Regions from separate parts of the Mus musculus genome. Here region 1 is linked to region 2. Evidence: chromatin contacts called from public promoter capture Hi-C data. All regions are on one chromosome and are shown on one strand. Each heading gives the region's core, a stretch centred on a gene start, on an enhancer-like site or on the middle of the called end of the contact. The rest is flanking DNA. Distances are from core to core; before and after follow the strand shown.

Evidence for each region. Promoter capture Hi-C pulls out the DNA fragments that hold promoters and counts their contacts.
Region 1: a promoter capture Hi-C map of liver shows a contact between it and region 2, with 2.3 times the contacts expected there. The contact joins the promoter of Hint3 here to the promoter of Ptprk in region 2. A contact is called at or near these places in 2 of 39 promoter capture datasets (liver and stem cell-derived epiblast-like cells).

The regions. Positions count from the first base shown.
Region 1 is chr10:30,616,880-30,621,956 of GRCm38.p6, reverse strand. It overlaps Hint3 (histidine triad nucleotide binding protein 3), which reads left to right and starts at 3,591. Exons shown (of 5, transcript NM_025798.3): 1 at 3,591-3,754. The coding sequence starts at 3,605.
Region 2 is chr10:28,073,549-28,078,375 of GRCm38.p6, reverse strand. It overlaps Ptprk (protein tyrosine phosphatase, receptor type, K), which reads right to left and starts at 3,556. Exons shown (of 32, transcript NM_008983.2): 1 at 3,199-3,556. The coding sequence starts at 3,295.

The sequences.
Region 1 (5,077 bases), core at 2,342-4,841, 2.5 Mb before region 2:
CATGAGAGAGAGAGATAGACAGACAGAAAGAATGAATAAGACAGAGGTGTAAGGGGAGGTGCCGATACTAAGGTCTATTTCCCTAATTGGTTGTTGATTTGTTAATAAAGAAGACCAGGAGCCATTTGCTGGGTGAAAGGTACAAGTGGGACTTCCGAGTCCCAAGAAGAAAGGCATATGAGGGAAGAGAGGGGCTTTTCAGCTATGCCTTGGAGGAAAAGGGACACTGAAATCATGTAAGGCCTTGGGACAGCTGGTCCCTGCTATGGGAGGGTAGCCAAGGATGTGGAGGAGAGATGGGGATAATTAATTGATGAGGGCATGCCTTTTTAGGCAGGAGATTCTGTGTGTGACCAGAAACTGTCACAAAAGGCAAGCTGAAAAGTGACAAACTGTATTTTTTATGCTCAGATGCAATGGTGGGGCTGGTAATGCAACCCATCCTGGGACAAGGGTCATGGGAGTGGGCTGGTGGTGCAGTCTACTCCCTGAGCAAGGAGGGTAGAGAGTGAGAGATGCCAAGTCAGTGCTGGCAGCCTGGCAGAAGCCAGAAGGAACAAAGGGAGCCAGGAGGGGTCAGAGCCCCATCGCAGCTCCTGGGCAAAGGCAGTATTGTGTTTCTAAAACTACCGGCAACACAGAGGGAATGAGAGAGGGGGAGAGAGAGGTGTGGCCAGGGCTTTATATGTGCCATACCTAGTGGAAGTGGGTGATGGCATAAACTACTGTGGCTGAATCACTTAAAGGCAGGTTGACAAAGCAACTAATTTACAATACCCTCTTCTCCAATGATTCTAGGCTGTGTTAAAATGACATAAAACTAGACAGCACATATACCGTTCCTTTATATAAATACCAGAAACAGCTGGCCTGCTATGTATGCAAACAAGACCAAGACATTTATTTATTTATTTCAAGACAGAGTCTAACTATGCAGCTCTGGCTGCCCTGGAACTCACTTTGTAGACCAGGCTGGCCTCAAACTCACACAGACCCATCTGTCTCTACCTCCCAAGTGTTGGGAATAAAGGCATGTACCACTAAGCCTGTAGGGTATTTTTAAAATTAGTGATTGATGTGGGAGAGTGCAGCCCACTGCAGGAAGGTGATCTATAAGTTTCTATAAGAAAGCAGGCTGAGCAAGCCATGTGGAGCAAGCCAGTAAGCAGCACTTCTCCATGGCCTCTGCATCAGCTCCTGTCTCCAGGTTCCTGTTGGGTTCTTGTCCTGACTTCCTTAGATAATGAACAGTAATGGTGGAAAAAAAAAACCAATAAACCCTTTCTTCCCAAAGTTACTTTGTTCATGGTGACTCATTGCAGCAGTGGTGAGCATAACTAGGAGTGTATTTATATAAAGGAAACCTTTTTGGTCTAAGACATTAAGCGTTTTAGAACTCTTACAACGATAAACAGCCTATACCCATCAGCTCAGTTGATATAGCATCTCAAAGTAACATGCCCAGAACAGGATGCCTGATCTTCCCTGACCATCCCACATCTGTTAGTCCCACAGTTTTTCACCTTGGTAAATGGCAGCTTCAGCCTTCCAGTTATTAGACCAAAAATTCTTATTGTAGTCCTTGACTACTATAGAGTAGCAGAGTTACTGCTGGTACATATATGAACAGGAACAAAAGATAATTTCTGTAGAGACTGCACTCATTGGAGATGAAGGAGTAAAAATAAATATATACCCTAAGTTAAATGCATAGGGTTAACATATATGTAGCATGCTACTATATAATTTTAAGTATGTGGGAAAGGACTTGCAATAGAAAAAAAATAGAGAAAGCTAAAGAGGAAGGAAGGGGCTAGACCACGGTTGCAAGGTTAGTCAGAGTTGGCCTTACTGAGGAAGAAACATTTTGTCAAGGAAGAGAGAACTGAAAAACTTTTGCCCTATAATAACTGTGTGCAAACATCTATCCCAAGACAACACCCATATGGAAGCATACAGACAGGGCCCTAAATGCTTAATTCACAATATCAGGCTCTGGTGTTTGTTATAGCCATCCCCACCTGCCCCCATACAAGGCTCCTGACCCTTACCACTCATAGCCTTTACTAAAAAAGCACTTCTGTTTGTGACTGTGCAACTCTCATAACTCAAAAGTGTTTTCCCGTGGGATCTGAAAATCATTCTTTTATTCATCAGACTGTTGTGAAATGTCTATGGGAACATTTCCACTATGATAGCACCAAGAATAAAGGATGAAACTCCTGTCCTTACCAAAGCCAAAGTCAACTCAAAAGCTTTCAATATCAAACAAGCAGTTATGAAAGGCATCTACAGATCACCCCCCCCCCCACCATGGCCCAAGAGGCAGCCCAAGTACTCAAGTACCTACATGGATAAAGACATACAGCTACTGTGTGTGTGCATGCATACACACACCATAAAAAAGCAGCGTGATATGAAAGTGTAAGAACAGACATGGAACATGATAATATTTAAATGTGTCAAAGTCAAATTTTCTGCTTCTGAGTCCTGCCTCAAACTTGTGATGATCTGAGAAGCTATTGTCATGATTGCACACCATATGGTTAACTACAAAGGGAATTAAATGCAACGTGAATGTGCATGTACTCTTACTTAACTTACGTTACTGTTTCAGATTACAAGATAATTCACTTAAAATCACTACTGAGTTTAAAGTCACACTAAGTGTTATTATGGGTTCTAGAACTAGACATTTATTTGAATTTTATCATTTGGGTAAGTGGTAAGAAAATAAGTCTGAATCTGTCTCTTTCTGTAGACCTGTAATAAAATAATCAACCTTGGGAGTTTTCACAATTAGAGAAACAGAGTATTTGGTGCTCAGCAAATGCCATGTATTGTAAAAAGGTGAGATCACATCATACTTAAGAACTGATACTTTTCCGCGCATGATTGTTCCCAAAGGGTTTCTCTCCCTCTCTTTCCTAAATAGCCGGGAATACAAGAGAAAATTGTTACAATGAATCAGGTGACCTGGCAGGGAATTTCTCAATTACTACCTTTTCTCTCCATATGACATATGTGTGATAGGAGACCCTTTCGATTTACATTGTACTATAAACAAAAGCAAACATGTAGAGACCAATTTGGCCGGGTTTGTTTGTTTGGTTTGGTTTCAGATCCTAAAATTACTGTGGCTGAACAAGTAAGTACACAGGAAACTCGGAAATTTCACTTTGCCAAACAAGGCTCTCTATACGTTTGACTCATCCTCTCATACCCTTAAAAGAATCGAATTTCTATACTCTTTTTCTTTTGTAACGGGAGTGTAATACACTATAGGGACGTGAAAGCAATATCCTTTACACTTTAGATGAATGTTACCAACCCCTGGATAGGTCTTCCCGTCAGAAAACGCCTTTGAGCAGTGGGCTCCTGCGGCTGCGCTGCTTTCGTCATCACGGAGCGCCGGGCTTGCCCTCTGATCGTCGCCCTTTTAGAGGCCGAGCTATCTGGTGTGTCCCATACCCAGAGTCTGGCCCTGCGCGTGCGCAGACTCCGTGTCACTAGGCGGGCCACCCTAGGGCGGCGATTCCAGGTGCATCCGCCCGAGGCGGGCCTTGCGCACCTCAGCTGATCCTGACGTCGCCTTTCGGCCGCCATGGCTGAGAAGCAAGCGGGCTTGGTCGGAGAGCCGGATCCCGAGGGGTCCTCGCCTGGGACCTCGGAGTCCTGGAACTATGACAGCAACTGCGTGTTCTGCCGCGTGGCGGCGGGTCAGGAACCCAAAACTGAACTCTTTCACTGTGAGGTGGGCGGCGACAGGCCGGGTGGGTGGGGACCAGGCATCCAATCCCTGCTCGCAGGCTTCTGTCTCTGCAGACGAACTAAACAGTGACTGACTTCTGTCAGGGACCCAGAGGTCTCCAGTGTTGCCTTTGCTGTTCAGTAGGGAGAGATAGCAGTGATAGAGCCCAGCATTCTCGCCTCCCTCGCATGCATTTGCAACACAGCAGCATCCTGTGTCTTTACTTTTATTTTAGGGAGTCTTCCTCTTCTCTAGATAGTAATTTTAAAATTATGTATTCTTCCAGTATCGTTAGAGAGCGTACAACTTGCTGAAAACAGGTCTTGGACGTGGTGAAGAAGTGTGAATTTGACTGAAATGGGCTGGAATGGGGTTTCAGGACTGGGTCTGAAGTCGAACTGATACTTACAGTTAATAGCTTGTAAGAATCTTCCTTATCTACCGTGAGAGCCTCATGAACTACTCCCCTTTTCGTTACAAGATCTCGACAGGGTTCAAACCTGTGCAGATCAAGTGTAGTTAATCATACTTGCTGCGAGATCGGGAGAGCAACAGTCATGTCATGCCTGGAAATTCCAGAAAACTCTCCCTTTCCCCTGGGTCTAACATTTTTACATCTCATCATCCTTCATAAAGAGTTAATCTTTTGAGAGAGATTTATCATCTTGCATTTAAAATTCTTATTACACATATATTCATTGTAAACACAGGAAATGATTGCACTTATATAAGTTGTTGATATATAATTATACAAATAAGAGCAGAGGAAATTATTTGTTTTGGTATAATCAGGGTTGCCAGCATCATGAAGAATTTGTTTGAGGAATCTTTCCAACAAAAGTCAGAGATGATTCTTTGCCTCACAGATCTCTGTATGGTTTTCTTACTGTATTTTTAGAATTCATTTAAGCAAAGGGCATATCACATATTCTTAGCAGGGGGCTTACCAGTACCAAGGGCAGTGTCTTACTCTTTGTGTATGAGTCTCATGGCATTGATACGAATTATTTTTAAGGGGCTCTTAGAAATAGCTGAGTGGTAGTGGTACATGCCTTTAATTCCAGCACTCAGAAAGGCAGAGGCAGAAAGATCTCTCTGTTGGAGGCCAACCTGGTCAATGCAGTGAATTCAAGGACAGCTAAGGCTATGCAGAGAAATCCCTTGAAAAACAAAACAAAAACAAACAAACAAACAAACCAAACAAAAACAGAAAGAAAGAAAGAAAGAAAGCTAGCTAGCTCTTAGAATCGAAAAATGAAACAATGTTTGAGAACCCACAGAAGTGTTGCTATGCCTGAATTCATACTTAGCAATATTAGCTGATTT
Region 2 (4,827 bases), core at 2,307-4,806:
CAAGATTCACAAGTATTTTTCCTGTAGTTAGGATACTAGAGGTATTAACAGTGACTCTTACATAAGTATAATTTTTGAAAGATGTGCATAGCTAAGCTAAAAATTGATCAAAGATGATTTCTATCATAAACTCATGGTCAGAATCAATTGTGGTGAAAATGGATGACTAGTGGAAGAACTCTCTCTCTCTCTCTCTCTCTCTCTCTCTCTCTCTCACACACACACACACACACACACACTCCTTGCTGAACAGCCTATACTTGCTGAGAAGAGAGTTCTAAGAGTTTAAAAGCCATAAAAGCTGAAACTCTGGCACTGGGCTACCATAATTTATGATGATTACACCCCAGGTTGCTGCACCATGCTCTACAGTTGACAGTGCACATAAATGACTTCACTTGATCTTCATAAAAACTATGTGGAAAGGTCAGGACAGGTATTATTATCCCCATTTTATAGATGAGAAAGCTGAGTTTCCAAGTGAGACTGGTTTTGTCGGGTTTGGGTTCTACAATAAGCTTGCTTCCACAGTGATACCAACATTAACAGCTACACAGCCTAGTAAATAGACTGGAGTAGCAGACTGGTTTCCCACACTTCAGTTTTCCTGGATAGAATACAGATAAAAGTGTCATTTTCAGAGACTCAAGTAAAAGGTAAAATGTATAGATAAAGTCGTGGCCTTAAAGATGTTTACTGTGGAGCACTTTTACACTTGAACTGCAGACAGAAAGGAGAAGGTTGCACTCTGAAAGTGTTAAATGTGTGACTGAGACACACACAGAGATCCAATGTATATATGACATACACACATTCCCAACTACACTATCCTCCCAAATGTGTAGTTATGTTTCCTACATTAACAGCCACAGAGTACTCCTGGAAAGTGGTGAACCACCCTTGGTGATCATGTTATAAAATGCATATATAGTAGGATGAAGTACTTTAGAATTTAGAAAATATGTCTCTTCAGCTCTTTAAAGCATGTTCATTTAAATGCCTCCAAAAGTTCCTCATTTAAAATAGAATAGTGGGAAGGGGGGAAGCAAGGAACAAAACAAAGCACTTCCAATTTCTTGTCCCTAGTCAATGCTTTTTTTTTTTTTTAACAAATATGCCATAGAGTTTAATGGCATTACAATACCAAATGATTTATGACAGCCAGAAGAAAAGAGATGTCTACAAAAACCAACTTTCAATCTCTGGAGAAAAACAGATAGGTGCGCAATCTGACTTTAAACTCAAGAGATAAAAGGCCTTCATTTGTGGGCAAACATAAGGATGAGAGCCAGATCTGTGGAGCCTGCATTCATTATAAACTCCCAGAAACAAATCTGCACAGTGTGATGAGGCACTCTCGGTACACAGTGATTAAATGATAAATAACATTTTTAAAGAGAAAAAATTCTCACATGTTGAAAATCTATCCATCAGCTGCTAAGACATCACTAGTCTCCAGTTCTAAATACATGTGTTTAATCATGTAACTGGTAAAGTTCAATTAACAAATAACATGCCTCCTCAAGCAAGGCTCTCCGTGAAGCGACAAGCACCGTGTAGAAATCAATACTCCCTCCAACTTGCTGCATATAATGAGTTACATCAAGCATGGTTCCAATACTAACAGCATTGTATGGCAGAGACACTCGGTAACGCGGAAACCAGAAAATTAAATTAAGTCGTCGGAATTCATTGCATAGAGCTGGTGCCTTCTGCACACCACCCCACACACGGTCTTTCCTTTGCCTGCTACCATTTCATAGTCTCTGCCTACGAGGAGGATACACTCAAGCTCCAGACTCCGAGGTCTAACTCCTAAAGGGGAGGGGGAAAGAAAAGCTAAGGGACGATTTGCTCCGGAAAACATCATGGTGAGTGTATTTCCAGGAAATCGAGCAGTCTCAACAATGAAACTATCAAGTACAAAGTAAGTTCTGTCTTCCCATCCTGCTGGTTCAGCCAGGAGCGCGGCTGTCGCGTTTCCCGTCACCCTCTGGCCACTCTGTGTTTCCACAAACACTGGGAACCAAGGCAGCAGCGGATGCGCCCTCCAACCTTGCTGGGCTGGGTGGGTTAACCAGAAAAGTTGTAAAGCCTTGTGGGAGGCAGAGGCTTAAACCTGGGAGCCCGCTCCCCAGCGTCCACCTGGTGAAACTTCAGAGCCGGCAGATACATAGAAGCCAGCGACCTACAGGCAGGATATCAAAACTGGACGGGAACAGAGACCACCAGTCTGAAAGACCCGGAATCCTGGGACTTATCTGAGCGGTTTTACTTAGAACTCAAAGGGATAGCCTGGAATATCGCATCACGTCTCACTCCTGGGTTGTCCAGGAGAACAGCGAACGTTCCCAGCCCAGGTCACCCAGGCGGACTCAGGGTGGTGTGGAGCCAGATTTGAGCTTTGTGGTGGCTTCGCCCCATAAATAGGGTAAGCCTTCCGGGAATGGGAGCCCAGAACTCGCTGCCCAGGACAGCTCTGAATCTACCCTTAGAGCTACATTTACAAACGTCGTACGGACTCTGCCAATGTATACATACAACGTGCTCCACGCTGTGTGCTCTGTAATCTATCCAGGAGCAACTCTGAACCCTCAGCAGAGGAGGAAGGAGCCTCCAGGAGGCACCGGGAAGTAGCTGGACAATAGTCAGAGGCGGTTATACCCGGGACAAAAAGCACCTGGCAGAACACACCGAGATCGGTCCCTATGTGTCTCCACAATTCTCACAAAGACTTCCCGGGGAAATTTTGAACAGTCTGGCGACAGAGAGCCACTAGCCAGCTCAGCGAGCCATAAAATCGTGGTCCCGGGAGCCCTAAGTACTTTTTCTTCCTCACTTCCCTAACTAATGCTGTGGACTGCTCCCGACTCCCAGGCAAAAAGAACACCCAGGAAAAGCAAGGTCGCCACACACTCCATCCAGCACACCCTGGGCTGTCTGCGCGCCGGACTAGCCTCAGAAACAATGGGTCGAGAACGTAAAAGTTACCTGCGCACGGGGGCGCACAGCTCTTGGCCCTGCGTCCCGCCTGACACAAACTCCCAGGACAGACCTAGCTCCAACCTGCACCACCACCACCCCCGCCACCTTAAGCGGACGCCCCCTGGATCCCCGAACCCAGCACCAGCAATCAGTCAGTCCTTCCTGCCTGAGTCCAAGACTGTGGACAGACACAGACCACCCCCAACCTCTCACCTGCTGAGAACTGGCCAAGGGCCGACCCCAGGAGAGGCCACGGGTACAGAAGCCAGAGAGCTACAAAAGCAGGCAACGCAGCGGCCGCCACATCCATGGCGAGTTTGGGAGAAGTTTCAAGCAGCTTTGCAAAGAGCCTCCGGGGGAATCGCGGTGAAATCCGCCAGCCAGCAGCCCGCCCGGCCTCGTCGGGGGGCTCGCGGAGACGCCGCGGCCACCCGCCAGCACTTTCGTCCTTGCGCAACGTCGGCCAACTACCTCGCGGGCGAAAGCGTCTCCAGCGTCGCCCGCCAGCCGCGGCCGCCGCTCTCCATGCTAGGCAGAGGCTGCTCAGGGTAGTCCAGAGTTAGTTTGCTCTGGGAGGGACGGGGGCGGAGCCTGGGGTGACGTCGCCCCGCGGGCTCCGGCAGCTTCGGAGGAATGCGGGCTCCGGTGCGCGCCGCCGCCACTGCCGCCTCCTGCTAGGGAGACGCGCGCCAGCCGGGCCGCGCGCCCCGCGCCCTGCGCCCCGCGCCGCCTTTGTTCGCCACCTGGGCTCGGTGGCCGCGCGGCTCTCTGGCGGCGAGCGGGAAAGGGGGACCTGGCGCAGCTCCCTGCCGGATCCCTGAGATTCAACTCTGAGAGGCAGAACTGTGGGCGGACGACGGAGGAGGCGCCCGAGGAGAGGTGTCCTGGGGTTCTGTCCCCAAGGTGGCGGTCCCACCAGAGCGGCTGGTGGTAGGAAGAAAAGGGAGCGTAGATGTGACCTTTAAAACGCCGACCTGCACTGAAATTTCACTCTTCCTTATTGATAGGATAAGGAATAAGGCTCCCTACCCCATTGAAAACTTACTCTCGTTTGTTCACGAAATAAATAAAACTTGGACCAAAATAAAATGTTGGGTAAGTTTCCAGTGTGAACAGCTGGCGTGCCTCGTTTCTGGTTTATTTGTCATTGGGAAGCTCCCAGCCGCTCAGCCTTCGCATAGCCTGGTGGAGTAGAGCAAGACTTGGTTTTGTTTTGATTTTTACTGTCTTGTAGCTATATAAGAAATAAGTATTTAATAAAAGGAGTTTATCCCAACAATGAGCACAGCATGGTTGCTCCGAAGGAACCCAATGCTGTGTGCTGTGTTACAGGCAGGAAGTCAGTTTTGCTACCTTAGCAGCTTGGTGTGATTTCTCCAAATGCCACCTTCACTTGCTTCTGTAGCAACGCTGTATAGTTGCTTACTTTTACTCATGTCTGCAAATTATGACACATGTAAGTATGACCAAAACTGAATAAGCCTAACTTTTTTTTTGAATTTTGATGCTATATATGCAACTGCTAATAATAGCCTTGATTGGCACCTGTCAGTCACTCAAAATGTCTTTAGCCTTTTAAAATCAAAATGAAGTGAAATTCAATTTAATACAGCATTCTCATCATTAACCGAGCCACATATTTCTGTAATTAATACATGCTGTTATGACTAGGTTTGGAATAGATGCAAGTGACTGTATACTACACACACACACATCTATGCACATATATTATACATATTGATGAAGAAGGGAGAAAATGGGTTTCTTTTTTATTTGCTGAGGATAGAAAGTCCGTTACGCTACAGCCTTGATGACTGCTCATTAGTACCTGTAACAAGCCCA